Linked DNA regions of Mus musculus: regions 1 and 3 are each linked to region 2. A link is a contact called in public HiChIP or PLAC-seq and promoter capture Hi-C data. All regions are on one chromosome and are shown on one strand. The core of a region is the stretch at or near the end of the contact, and the rest is flanking DNA. Distances in the headings are between cores, read along the strand shown.

Region 1 (4,681 bases), core at 1,777-4,276, 1.6 Mb after region 2:
AAGGGCTGGCGAGATGGCTCAGTGGGTAAGAGCACCCAACTGCTCTTCCGAAGGTCCAGAGTTCAAATCCCAGCAACCACATGGTGGCTCACAACCATCTGTAACGAGATCTGACTCCCTCTTCTGGAGTGTCTGAAGACAGCTACAATGTACTTACACATAATCAATAAAAAATAAATCTTAAAAAGAAAAAAGCTTTAAAGGATGGGCATCTATGTCTCTTCAGTGGTCTCTGAGGGAGGGGAAAAAAAGCCCAATGGCCCAGTTGCTGTCTATGCAGGTCCCTCCCCTCAGCCACCAAGACGCCCAGCTTTGCTGTCTATGCAGGTCCCTCCCCTCAGCTACCATGACGCCCAGCTTTGCTGTCTATGCAGGTCCCTTCCCTCAGCCTCCATGACGCCCCACTTCTTCCCTACCTGCCAGTGTCCAGAGTTATCTCCCAGTTCAGGCCCCCGATGTTGGTCTCCCAGGAACGCATGAGGCGCCCTCCGTTGGATACAGTGATTGCATCTGGAAGAGAGAAAGTCCACTGCCATTTTCAAAAGCTGCTCAGTTGCGGCATGAGCCCGCCTCCAGCTCATGATTGTAAACAGACATTAACCAGGTACCCTGCTTCCTTCGCTGTCAGAAGTACCTCTCCTCCCTTCCCCGTCAGACCCACACTAAGCAAAGAACCCAGAAATGGGAGTCGGGGCTGAGCCTACAATGGAGACCTTTTGCTTACCTTGTCCATGGACCAGCATGGCATCCACAGCTCCTTCTGCTGTGCCTTTGTCAACATGGCGCCACACTGAGAGATAAGAAAGTCAGACATTGCTTCGAGCCAGAGCCACTGTGACCAGGAAGGGGCTGAGGCCTTCATTTGCACAGCATTATCTAACAAACAATCCCAGCAGCAGGGATAATTCAAGGGTAGTCGGCTAAGGCTTCACTGCAAAACAGGATAGAATGTAGCTTCTGCAGTGCTATCTTTGTTTGTTTGTTTGTTTTTTGTTTTTTTCGAGACAGGCTTTCTCTGTGTAGCCCTGGCTGTCCTGGAACTCACTCTGTAGACCAGACTGGCCTCGAACTCAGAAATCCACCTGCCTCTGCCTCCCGAGTGCTGGGATTAAAGGCGTGTGCCACCACGCCCGGCTTGCAGTGCTATCTTAAAGGCCTTCAGGACAGAGGGAAGGAATTACAAAGGCAGTGCGACAAATTTACCCAGTGAAAGACAACAAGACTAGAGAACATAAAAAGAAGGCAAGCCACGGGTCGCTCAGATGCACCCAGTCAGCTTCCTTCCCAGAAGCCTCTGGTCTCCGCAGTTCACTCACAGATCTCTCCAGTCCGAGAATTTAACGCCGCAATCACATTCTTCTCTGTGGCCACAACCAACTTCTTGGATCCAGGGGAAAACTCCAAGGAGGCAAACTTGATCTTCCCAACATACTGCTGTCTCCTGAGGACCAGTGCAGGGGAACGTCAGGGCACGAAGACAAACTGCTGCCTCACACCAGCACATCTCCCTCAGCACACGCAAGAAGTGCGTGCTAATGAAGAGCTCCGAGCATACGCAAGAGTTCTGTGCAACGTACTCAGAAGCAAAAGAAGGCAGGAGAGAACTGCCACCATATACATGGGAGACAATACCAGTCTGCCAGCTAAATGTAACACCTACCTACTCAGGCAACACCCCAGAGTCCTCGGCCTAATTAATTTTTAGCGGCAACAGACTTCCAGGGGCACGGCTTGCACACTGTTGCAATGGGGAAATGCTGCTGTCTGAGGCACACTGATTGAGCCTGGCATTTAGATGACATCTCTCATTTAGACCACTGTGTTATTTAGCCTAGTTTGTTTTAAAGGAGCTTCTGGGGTTTGATTTTTTTTTTTTGGTTTTTCGAGACAGGGTTTCTCTGTGTGTAGCCCTGGCTGTCCTGGCACTCACTTTGTAGACCAAGCTGGCCTCGAACTCAGAAATCCACCTGCCTCTGCCTCCCGAGTGCTGGGATTAAAGGCGTGCGCCACCACGCCCGGCTTTGGGGTTTGGTTTTGTTTTAAGATTTATTTATTTATTTTATGTATGTGAGTACACTGTCACTGTCTTCAGACACACCAGAAAAGGGCATCAGATCCCATTACAGATGGCTGTGAGCCACCAAAGTCCAGATAGGCTAATGATTGTTGGGACCAGGACCCAAAATGAACACCTTTAAAAAAAATACATATGTATGTGTGTGTGTGTGTGTGTGTGTTAGTTGTCTGTCAATTTCCCCAGAAGCATACAACTGATAAGTAGCCAAATGCTTATTCAATCTGAAATAAGCACAGTCAGAAGGAAGGGGTGAGCGAACGAATGTCAGTTTGGAGAGGGAGAGGCCACACTGCACCCAGAGAGTCCCTCAGAGGAAAAGGCTCACTTTAGAACTTGTGAGACAAGTGGACTAAGTGACACCAGCTAGTTTCAGGCTTAAAGTTCACTGGGGCTAGTGACCTGGGACCCAGAAGATCACAAACCTGACAGCCACAAAATCGGACATGACAGGAAAGGAGGGAACTAGTGACCTCTGACCAAAACCCTTAAAGCCTGCCTTCACTGCGGAGCAATCTGCACCGTCACACACAGGGCGGCTTAAAGAGCTCCCTCCATGCTTAACATAAAGCTCTTGGGTTGACATCTTACGACTCTTCATATCTGAAGAGGAGACTCTCACATTGTCATTCTGCACAGGGTGCAGCATTCATTCATTCATTCACTTCTCCCTGAAAGCACCCTCCCGCACCCCCGTTAAGTTATAGTCTGGGTTCGGCTCCATAGCAAATCTCCTTCAGATTAGCAGGAGGGAGACAGATGCTGAGGAAGCAAACACCGACGTCCTGGAGAAGCGTCACCTGTACGCACCAGTCAAACTTGCCCACTTGGTCTTCGTAGACCGCGGCCGCAGGGACGAGCAGCACAGCAGCCCAGATCCAGAACCCAGACGCCACCGCGACCGCCATGATTGAAGCCCAAGCACCGCCTGCCGCCAGCCCGGCATGCACCGGGCCTCAAGCCCCTCCCTCCGCAGAGCCATAGAGAGGAACCGGTTCGCGAGGGACTTGGTGGAGTGCTCGGGACTCGGAAGCCGCCGGGACTGGAGGGACCCGGGACCTGGGCAGAGAAGTGGCCTTCAGGACACTGGGCGGAGCGCAGGCGGGGAAGAGAGGGCTCGCCACAGTTCAGGCACACGCGAGGGGCAGCCCCGAGCGCCGTCCCATAAGCCCCCGCGGCAGCCGGGTCCTAACCGGCCGCCCAGTCTTCCGCCGCACGTGCCTTTGCCGCGATGCCCAAATCCAAGCGAGACAAGAAAGGTAGGTTCGGGGGGCCTGCGTCAAGGGGGCGAGGGGGACGCGGGTGAGACGCCGGGGCCTCTCCGAGAGGCTCGGCCGGCCGAGATAGCGAGAGAGCTGGAAACTGGTCCGGGCCGACAGCAGTCGCATAGCCCAGGCTCTCCTCGAACTTGCCAACCAGGATAGTCTTACACAACTAACCTTGCTGCTTCTACCTCCCGATTGCTGGAATTACAGGCAGCATCACTAAACCAAGTACGCTCTTGTTAGGCAAACACTACCCACATAGCACTGGTCTACATCCCCTGGCATGTGCGAGCGACCGTGTGTGTTTGAGAGAGGATCTTGACGATGTAGCTCAGATTTGCTTAGGACGGTCTCATTATCTCAAGAAAATAGGGGTTTTACAGTTTCGACTACTGCATGTTTTGTTTGTCTATTTATTGCTGGGGCCTTGAACTCTTCCAACTGTCTGCCTTGGCCCCAAATACTAGGATTCCATACTGAGCCACTACATCAAGCTAGCGGGCTGGCGCTTTTGTGGGTGTTAGAAGACAAGACAGTTGAACAAAAAGGGTCCGGCTTCATCAGACTCACCACCTTAGTTAGGGGTGTGTGTCTGTCTGTCTGTCTCCTATACCCCTGTCAAGTCAGTATAATGTGTCAGGTAGTCCAAGTGGAGTATGGAGCAGGTGGGAGTGATAGTGTTTTGCATAATGTTGTCAGGAAAACTCTCAGCGGTTAGAGAAGGTCGTTTGGAATAGAGGGAACACAAAATGAAAGGGGTCTGTGGTGTGATTAACATATTGTGGGACAGCCAGTGTGGCCATAGTGAACAAAGTGGGCTTAGAGGAAAAGACCCAGCCTTTGGTGTGGCTTTGCTTTGAAAGGGTCCCTTGATAGCACAGAGAATATGAAGGCAGCAAGGCCAGCAACCACCTGCAGCATGCTAAGTCGCACCAGAATCCTAGCGGTGGAGAGTCCGGGAATGACTGGCTGGGTGTGACTGTGTGCCTTGTAAAGAGGGACTGTGAGTGGCAGGCAGGGTAGATGAATGGGCCATATCGGCTCCTGGGGACACCCAGGGCATTATAGCTGATGTTTTAGTAAGTTCTTATAGAGTCGTTAGGGTCTGGAAGGAGCCCTGGACAGATGTAAGCAAAGGCCGGGAACTCTTGGGAGTAGGACAGATAGAGCCTGGGTCACTTTTCAGTAGAGGTTGTGTCCCCCATCTGCCCTCTCCCCAGCGTTGCTGTAGTCTTGGGTTCAGATTACAAAAATGAAGTGTAGGTATATAACAGAATAGGAAAGATAAGGTCCCAACAGGATGACGTGGTACATGCCTGGAATCCCTCCACTTAGGAGACAG
Region 2 (4,940 bases), core at 5-2,504:
TGGCACATGCCTTTAATCCCAGCACTGGGGAGGCAGAGGCAGGCGGATTTCTGAGTTCGAGGCCAGCCTGGTCTACAAAGTGAGTTCCAGAACAGCCAGGGCTACAGAGAGAAACCCTATCTCAAAAAACAAAACAACAACAACAACAACAACAACAAAATTACAATATAGCTCCAGTAGAGCAAAAGGTCCAGGTTTGACACCCTTCTCAGCACTCAGCCAGAAACCCAAACACAAAGCCCAAGAAAAGGCAGGCCAAGAATGAAAGACCAACATAAAGACACGCATGGCAGAGACGAGGCTTGAGCCCAGTTCCCAGCCCTGGGGCAGCCACACCAGCACCGTAGAGCTGAGGGGTGGGAGTCAAAGCCATTTGGGAACCTCTTATTTCCTGCGGAAGACCCAGCTTCCGGCTGCTAATCTATCAGTGGCCCAGGGCACCAGCATCTACTTCTGGTGGCTCCCCCATGGCCATGAGCTCATGGCTTCCCTCAAGCTGGGAGGGTGTGCGCCTAGGAGGTCTTTATGTAGATTCTAGGTGCTATGCTAGACGCTAGAGACTTTGCTCAAGTGCAGAGTCAGGGGTCTGGTGCATAAGGGGAAGACGTTGTTCTTATCACAAGTTGAATTGTAGCCCCCTATTGTTTTCCATTCCTCACCTAAGACACTGTCGGATGGAAGTTGGGGACTGGGCTAGACAGAGACATGCTAGCACCCGGAGGTTAGCAGACCATCTGCATCTGGTGGGATTTTGGTTTCAGCCTAAGACACTCATTCTGGCATGGGGGGGGGGCATGCAGGATATGGTCCTTGGATGTGGCCACTGGCAAGCTTTCTGTGTAGGTCAGGAGTGCATTTGTGCCTCGGCAGAGAGCTGGCTTCCCTAATCCTGTTCATGTAGCACATATGGGTGCTGCACAGAGGACCCACGGCGGTGCACCGCGTCCATCACTGGGACCTGTCACTCAGGGTCGAATGCATTCAGAGGGGATGGGGAGGGCAGGAACCCCCGGCCCTAGGGTGAGCGCAGCGGCAACCTAAATCTGTCTCTGGGGGCCTGGGGATGAGACCCGAAGGGAGGGCCGGGCCGCCGCTCACCTGCGCTCATTTCGGCTCCTCGCGCTCATCGCCGGCCGCTGTGGCCCGCGGCCTGGGCTCGGCGTGCGAGGCCCCGGGGCACGGTCGGGGGGCGCCGGTTGCGGCGATCCGCGGAGGGGCCGGGCTGGGCAGCACCTGCAAGACGCGACGGCGACTGGAACTGTGCCGCAGTCTGCGGCCGTCAAGCCCCGCCCCTCCACGGCGCCTGCGTCCGTCGCTGCCGCGCGGGCTGCCGGGACTTGTAGTTCCCAGTCTGGCCTCTGTCCGGAGCTCGCTGAGATCTTGATGCTGTGGGCAGCGTGGGTGGAGGCGCGAGTCGGGGGATGGGGAGAGGAGGGAAGAGATGGGAAGCAAGGGAATGTGGACGGGACAGTCCCCAGACAAAAGAGATAGACGGAAAAGGACAGGCTGCGAGACAGGTAGGCAGACATACAGGCAGACAGAGGGCGATGCTGGGAAGACACAAGTGGACCGGCTTGACAGAAAGGGGCGGGGGGGGGGGCACCAGGCAGACAACAGACAAAGAGGTAGAGAGGTGACAGACAAACAAACAGAAAGGAACGTTGGGACACCCCATTGGAACAGCCTCCATATAGAACAACAATAATACAGGAAACAGGCGGACAGACAAACATCAAATAGGCAGGCAGAGTGGGAGGGAGAGGTTGGAAGACACAGGTGGGACAGTCTCCAGACAGAACAGACAAACGGAAAACCGATATGCTGGGAGACAGGACAGACAAAAAGACAGGCACACGGATAGGCTGCTGGCAGACAAACAGGGGGGCCATACTGGGAGACAGAGGTGGAAGAGGAGAAAGTGTCCTGTCCGCGACCACAGCCTCAGGCGCACCCCTCAGCACTGCACCTTACGCGTGCAGGTTCAAGCCTGCCCCTGTCTCTTCCAGGCTGTGTGACTGTAGATGTGTAAGCTAACCTCCCTGGGTCTCCTTTTCTTCAAAACAAAACAAAACAGCACTATTAATTCTAATTGTGTGTGTGTGTGTGTGTGTGTGTGTGTGTGTGTGTGTGTGTGTGTGTGTGTGTGTGGTGGTGGTGGTGGTGCATGTATGCACAATAGCACATCAGAGAACAGTCTTCAAGAGTCAGTCATATTCTTTCTGTGGGTGCCTAGGAATTGACCTTAAGTCCCCAGCAAACACCTTTACCCCCTGAGCCATATTACTGGGTTTGGACCTATTTTTTTTTTTTAAATTTTATTTCTTTTCACGTGCCTTGGTGTTTGACTGCATGCGTGTCTGTGTGAGGGTGTTGGATCCTCTGGAACTGGCGTTACAGGCAGCTATGAGCTGCCATGTGGGTGCTGGGAATTGAACCCAGGATCTTTGGAAGAGCCACTCATGCTCTTTTTTTTTTTTTTTTTTTGGTTTTTCGATACAGGGTTTCTCTGTATCTTCTTGGCTGTCCTGGAACTCACTTTGTAGACCAGGCTGGCCTCGAACTCAGAAATCCACCTGCCTCTGCCTCCCAAGTGCTGGGATTAAAGGCGTACGCCACCACTGCCCGGCTACCGCCCATGCTCTTATCCACTGAGCCATCTCCCCAGCCCCGGGACAGCTTTTTCTGACCTGTACAATGACAAATAGCAGCAGTGACGGCTTGTTGTACGTGCTGCATAAGAGCACTCATCTAAAGCCTGATACTACTGGGTAGATATCAGGAGAAGGTCACACTTGCCATAGACTCCCATGGTCAGATATGGCCAGAAAGGTGCTCCATACAGGTTGGCTGTGATGATGCGCAGGAGGCTAAAGGGAGGTAGGACCTAGCCCAGAAACCCGGAAGCATGGTCCGCACATACCCCTGCACAGGTGAGACAAATAAAGACCCAGGAAAGCCTAGGATACCCATCTACAGCATTCACTACACTATCCCATAGTGACTGACACAGCTAGGGTGTCCCCCGGCCCCAGGATCAATGACCTCTGAACTGAGGCAGAGGGTGTATGAGAGACCTGGAGTAAGCCAGGGAAAGTTGCGGCTGGAATAGTCCTGGGCCCACACCTTCAGCATCACAGTATCCCTGTGAACTCAAGGCGAGTCAGGCTGAGTTCCAGGAGCTGGACCATCAGGTCCTGTCCAGTGGGGACTACTGGAAAGTGACACAAGGACACTCAAGCTAAACAACAGACTGCAGAAAGTCAAGAAGTGTGCAGAGCTATGATGGGGGCGGGGGGAATCCCTTTATGGGGACAGTGGGACGCCTTGACAGCGCAACCTCCAGGAACCTGGCCATGTGCACAGGACTTGTTGACCAGATATGTGGGTGTGGAAATGTGAGGCTCAGACATGCCCAGAGGTTTGGCTTCAGTGGCTGGAGAACAGTGGAGCCATTTAATACTGAGCTGGGGCAGCCGCTGGTGGAGCAGGTTGGGGGGCATTCCTATTGGCCATGTGTGGCGTGGGACTGGCGTCACTAGGTCAGGTGAGACTTCATTCATTAGTAGATGAGATTGTCAGTAGGGACCAGTTGTCTCTCTCCTTCCCCACTTCCACCTCAATTCCTAGAGGGTGACCTTCCCAGGAAACCCAGATGCCTGGGTAGCCTAGAGGTGGTGGTTTTAGTCTGGACCTGACTGACACAGATCCCCCCAGAGGGGCAGTGTAATAAATAAAGCGGCTGGCCTGGGGCCTGAGAGGGTGCTGGAGCATCAGTTCCTGTCCAGCGATGAGAACACTTTTTGATTTATTTATTGGGACAAGGACTAGCTATGTACCCTTGACTAGCCTTGGACCCCTAGAGATCTTCCTGCCTCTGTCCCCCAGGGGCTGGGGTAAAGGTCACTTTTCCTCTCTCAGTCTCTCCTCTCTGTAATAAAAATGCAATCCACACTGTTGAGTTGGTAGGTGCGTGGCAGAGCCCAGACACATTCATGAGACCCTTAAGCTGGGTTAGAAGCCTTGAAAGGGGGCTGGAGAGATGGCTCGGTGGTTAAGAGCACTGACTGCTCTTCTGAAAGTTCAAATCCCAGCAACCACATGGTGGCTCACAACCATCCTTAATGAGATCTGATGTCCTCTTTTGGTGTCTGAAAACAGCTACAGTATAATTACATATAATAATAAATAAATCAGAGGAGGAGGAGGATGAGGAGGAGGAAGAAGAGGAGGAGGAAGAGGAGGAGGAAGAGGCGGCCTTGAAGGTTCAAAGGGATGTGGGGCCAGACCACCTTGCAGGTTACTTGCTACATTATCAGTGCCATGAAAAGCCATTCACTACAGGGACTCCATGCCAAGCTCTCCAGGGGAAAAGCCGAGCTGTCAGCAGCACAGCTCTTCTCCTTGATGGGACGAGTGCCAGGAAATGGGTTTTCCTAAACCACAGAGGCTGGGGAAGGTCCCGCCCACCTGCCACAGGCACCTGTAGGGGAAGTGGCTCTCACCGTGTGGCCCCACAGGCGGTCTGTGGGCAGGGCTCGCCTCCCAGATAACCACAGCTGAAGGCTGCAGTCACAAGGGCCAGGCCTGATCCAACAGCTTCCCTCTGGGGCTACTGCTGTTCTGGGGCTCTCGTGGGGGAAGTCCCGTGCCTGGCTCACACTGCAGGAGGCTGAGCAGATGTTGATGCTGGCAGTTTACCCCAGAGCACGGCCTTACTTCTCCATTTCTTTAGTTTCGATGGAGTTTTGCAGCAACACAGTGTTTTCTCAGCTAGTGACATCCCAGGAAAGAGACCTCCTCGGCTGCCTAAACATGCAGAAAAGTGGTCTTTCTGCAGCTGGTCTTATAGGGAATCGCCTGGAGGGAATTTGAACAAAGGAATCCCTGATACCCTCAGCAGCCAGAGAGAGGGGCAATCTTAGAAGCCAGGCCATGGTGCC
Region 3 (4,744 bases), core at 480-2,979, 1.0 Mb after region 2:
AAGAGACTGGAGAAGGAGAAGCTGGTTTGAAAGGGCAAGGAACTCAGGAAGGCGGCCATGGAAGGGGCCTGTCTTAGTCAGGGTTTCTATTCCTGCACAAACATCATGACCAAGAAGTAAGTTGGGGAGGAAAGGGTTTATTCGGCTTACACTTCCATGTTGCTGTTCATCACCAAAGGAAGTCAGGACTGGAACTCAAGCAGGTCAGGAAGCAGGAGCTGATGCAGAGGCCATGGAGGGATGTTCCTTACTGGCTTGCCTCCCCTGGCTTGCTCAGCCTGCTTTCTTATAGAACCCAAGACTACCAGCCCAGAGATGGTCCCACCCACAAGGGGACCTCCCCCCTTGATCACTAATTGAGAAAATGCCTTACAGCTGGATCTCATGGAGGCATTTCCTCAACTGAAGCTCCTTCCTTTCTCTGTGATAACTCCAGCCTGTGTCAAGTTGACACAAAACTAGCCAGTACAGGGCCCAGGGAGGTTTGGAGTTTGACTGGACCTAGACGGCTGGAAAGATCCCCACCGGCAAAGATAAGGAGGCCTGGCCTGCAGGAGTCAACAAAGTAGGGCACACTAGACTGCCACATGCAGAAGGGTAAACTGAGGCTGTTGGGTGGAGGCTCACACACATAAGGACCTCCTAAGGGGATCCCAGGAGGCCAGCAAGATGACACTCCAGTCAAGCAAGGTGGCCTGAGTTCAACCCTCAGGATTTGCACGGCAGAAGGAGAACAGAATCCTTGGGCTGTCCTCTGATGTCACATGTGCCTATGTGTATTACCCACACATGCACTTGCACACACACACACACACACACACACACACACACACACACACACACACACACACACACACACACACACACAAATATAACAAAAAAGTTTAGAGTTTTCCCAAGGCCAGAACCCTCAGAACCAAGTTCCTGGGCCTTCAAATTGGATCGTCCTTTCACTTTGCAACCTGAAGACAACCTTTAAAAAGTGGAGCGTGTGCGTTGGGCATCTCGGCAGCTGAGGACCTGAATCCTGGGCACAGATGGAGGCTTACCCAGAGCAGGCCTGGGCCCCCACTCTTGCTCAGTGACTTTACCTCCCTTAAAACTGTGACCTCAGCACCCACCCTTGAGAACCAGTAAAAAAACCTGCACATGGGGGAGATAAAAACAGCCAAGCCTTGCTGAGCTTTAGCAACAACATGGGGCTTCATGCATGTTGACTACTCTACCTGATGAGCTAATGATGCGGTCACCCTCTGTCTCTCGCCACTTTTCAGGCAGGCACAGAGAAGTAAAGTTACTTGCCCAAGGTCACACAGCTGGTGAACGGCAGATTTGAGTCTGGGGTCCACAGTGCTGATGTGGGTTGGGGGTTGTGAGGAGTCACTCCTCCACAGGCCTCTTTTCCTATGAGGTTGGCTCATCATGAAGAGGAGGCAGGGTCTCTAAGGTCTCATTTTGTCTGGGTGCTAAGGTCTTGTATTTCCTGGCTGCTTCAGCAAAGCTAGTTTCTCTTCAACTTGTTGAGTAGAGGAGGAGGGCAGAGGCAGCCAAGGGCCCAGTCAGGTGGCTTGGCCGCCAGCCCAGGCCCAGCGTCCTCACTGTTTCATTGCTTGGCTGGTTAAAAGCTGACCCCTCAGTTAGGGCCAAGGCCATCCCCATACGCCTGTTAACTGTGGCTCCACCTGCTCCGGGAACCAAGGCAAAAGCTGCCCCAAGCTTCCAACCTAAGGATTTGCAAAAGAGAAAATAAACACCCTCACACACAGACCAACAGTGTGGCTTCTAGGCATCTGGTGACAGTTCTGCTCAGAGATTCCTTCCTCTTTGAATCCCTGTTGGACACTCCCTCCCACCAGGGGCTGCAGGTGACTGATCTGAAGCTCGGGCCCCTCCAGTCGGGACCCTCCCTCCTTTCAGGCAAGGATCCAAAGAGGCCAGCTGCAACCTTAGCCATCCCCTGCCCCATTGCCGACTCAGTGGACTCAAAGTCACCTCTGCTCCAGCAACCGCTGGCCAGATCCGGCTAGGGACTCCCTCCCACTCCACAGCAGGATCCAGGAACTGGTCCCTATTGGGCAATCATTAATCGGATTCTTGGCATTCCTCTGTCCCTGGCCAGCATGCTCCCCACTGGAGAAGGAGCAGAGGGCCAGGACTGGCATTTGGACATGCAGCTGCCCAGCAAGGTGGTGCTGTCCGCAGCTGCGCTGCTCCTGGTAACTGCGGCTTACAAACTCTACAAGTCCAGACCTGCCCCAGTCGGGCAGGCAGGGAGAAACAACAAGGACCACAAAGCAGAAAATGAAACAGAGGCCTTGGGACAACTTGCCTTCCAGGAGGCTCCACCGGGGACCCTGCCAAGGGGTCGAAGACGCAGGAAGGCCAGCAAGGGGGCTGGGACCTCACTGGACTACAGCTTGGTGGATCCAGAAGACCCCTGCATCCTGGACATTTCCAGGTCTGAAGAGGCCACAAGAAAAGGCTCTGATGAAAGTCAGGGCAGGCAGTGTCCAGACTCTCAGCAGGTGCCTCCTCCCTGTGGTGGCCAGGAAGCCGGAACAGATGTTAGAGGTAAGCCCAACCCTCCCCACCTCCCTCATTCAGGCTGTGAACCTACGAGCTCCTCAGGCAGACTTATCCCAGGAGTGGGTGGCAGCTGTGTGGGTGACAAGCTCTCTCCATGGCCAGACAGCAGACCCCCAGAGGAAACAGGATCTGGGGACCTGGAAGCCCCCAACGGTTGGACTGATCTTACACTGGTCAATGGTGACATGAACCAGAGTTGGATCTTCACCCACATGACAGGGGTCAGCAGGGGAGAGGCCGGGGTCCTCCAGGCTGCTGCAGACATGGGCTTGGCCACGCAGCAGCAGGAAGGAGCCACCAACGCCTCCCATACTTTCTCATCTGTGGCCCGGATCCGGATGGAGGAGAATATTATACAAAAGGCAGAGGGACCAGGGCTGAAGGGCAGAGTATATGACTATTTCGTGGAGTCCACGTCGAAGGCTGACTCCAGGCCAGTCCCCTGCCCAGCAGCTCTGGCTGATGCTCCATCCCCTGGGCCTGGACCAGAGCCCCTTGTCACTGGAGCAGCCTCCAGAGACGAAGCCGCTAACACAGCCGGTGGTGGTGCATCTGAAGCAGCATCCCCACAGCCTGTGGCATCCCCATCTGCACCGGGCTTCAGCAGAAAGGTGAGCCTCCTGCAGATCGCTGAGAACCCAGAGCTCCAACTGCAGCCTGAAGGCTTCAGGATGCCCCTTCCTGCCCACCTGGACCAGAGAGCCCAACTCAGCTCAGCCTGCAGCCACGGGGAGCCCCACGTGCAGCTTGTAGCTGGGACCAATTTCTTCCACATCCCGCTCACCCCGGCTTCAGCTCTGGATGTCCGCCTGGACCTGGGCAACTGCTATGAGATGCTGACCTTGGCCAAGAGGCAGGGCCTAGAGACCCTGAAGGAGGCAGCCTACAAGGTATTGAGTGATAACTACCTTCAGGTCCTCCGCAGCCCAGACATCTATGGGGGCCTGAGCGGAGCAGAGCGGGAGCTGATTCTCCAGCGCAGGTTCCGTGGCCACAAGCGCCTGGTGGTGGCAGACATGTGTCCCCAGGATGATAGTGGCCGCCTCTGTTGCTATGACAATGTGCAGGATGCTTGGCACCCTCTGGCCCAGCTGCCCCCGGAAGCCATGTCCCGGGGTTGTGCACTCTGTACCCTATTCAATTATCTGTTTGTGGTGTCTGGCTGCCAGGAACCTGGGGGCCAACCCTCCAACCGCGTCTTCTGCTACAACCCCCTGACGGCAATCTGGAGTGAGGTGTGCCCACTGAACCAGGCTCGGCCTCACTGCCGGCTGGTGGCCCTGGAGGGGCACCTCTATGCCATTGGAGGTGAGTGTTTGAATACAGTGGAGCGTTATGACCCTCGCCTGGACCGCTGGACCTTTGCCCCGCCTCTCCCAAACGATACATTTGCCCTGGCACACACAGCCACGGTGTGCGCCAATGAGATCTTTGTCACCGGGGGCAGCCTGCGCTACTTGCTGCTCCGATTCTCGACCCAGGAACAGCGTTGGTGGGCCGGCCCCACCGGGGGCAGCAAGGACCGCACGGCCGAGATGGTGGCTGTGAATGGCTTTCTCTACCGTTTTGACCTCAACCGCAGCCTGGGCATCAGCGTGTACCGCTGCAGTGCCAGCACCCGGCTCTGGTATGAGTGTGCCACATACCGCTTACCTTACCCTGATGCCTTCCAGTGCGCCGTTGTGGATGATCATATCTATTGTGTGGGACGCAGGCGCATGCTCTGCTTCCTGGCGGACCACATCTCACCCAGGTTTGTGTCTAAGGAATTAAAGGGTTTCCCTTCTGCACGGGGCACCCTTCTGCCTGCCGTCTTGACCTTGCCTGTCCCGGATGTGCCTCAGACCCCTGTCTAGCAGTCCCTCAGCTGGGCTCCATCAGGATTCAGAAAAACCCCTTTGCCTATCACTCTGGGTAAGAAGCAGGCAGGAACATGACAGGCCGTGGAGTGGAAAGTTCTCTCTCCTGTACCACAGGCTATGGGGCCTTGGAGGATTCTTGAAAAGCCACATTACAGGTCTGCCACAACATTGAAGCCAGAGCCTAGCATTCCACGACAGCTGGAATCTCACAACTTCGTGAGTGACTGACCCAGCACTGTGATTCAAGTCAGAATTCCTGGTAGGGGCGGTTTCAGGATCCCACAGAAATGAAGGGA

Evidence for each region. Promoter capture Hi-C pulls out the DNA fragments that hold promoters and counts their contacts. HiChIP or PLAC-seq counts read pairs in DNA pulled down with a chosen protein or histone mark.
Region 1: a contact with region 2 is called in a promoter capture Hi-C map of liver, with 2.7 times the contacts expected there. The contact joins the promoter of Mrto4 here to the promoter of Atp13a2 in region 2. A contact is called at or near these places in 1 of 39 promoter capture datasets (liver) and 1 of 484 Hi-C or Micro-C datasets (B cells).
Region 3: an HNF4G HiChIP or PLAC-seq map of pancreatic cancer cells shows a contact between it and region 2. The contact joins the promoter of Klhdc7a here to the promoter of Atp13a2 in region 2.

The regions. Positions count from the first base shown.
Region 1 is chr4:139,350,921-139,355,601 of GRCm38.p6, reverse strand. It overlaps Mrto4 (mRNA turnover 4, ribosome maturation factor), which reads left to right and starts at 3,026. Exons shown (of 8, transcript NM_001290810.1): 1 at 3,026-3,333. The coding sequence starts at 3,306. Emc1 (ER membrane protein complex subunit 1) reads right to left here and starts at 3,015. Exons shown (of 24, transcript NM_146157.4): 1 at 2,885-3,015; 2 at 1,317-1,441; 3 at 725-790; 4 at 417-510. The coding sequence starts at 2,982.
Region 2 is chr4:140,983,235-140,988,174 of GRCm38.p6, reverse strand. It overlaps Atp13a2 (ATPase type 13A2), which reads right to left and starts at 1,254. Exons shown (of 29, transcript NM_029097.3): 1 at 1,099-1,254. The coding sequence starts at 1,108.
Region 3 is chr4:139,965,011-139,969,754 of GRCm38.p6, reverse strand. Klhdc7a (kelch domain containing 7A) reads left to right here and starts at 1,729. Exons shown (of 1, transcript NM_173427.2): 1 at 1,729-4,744. The coding sequence starts at 2,121. The coding sequence ends at 4,442. Mir2139 (microRNA 2139) reads left to right here and starts at 2,135; the gene lies at 2,135-2,229.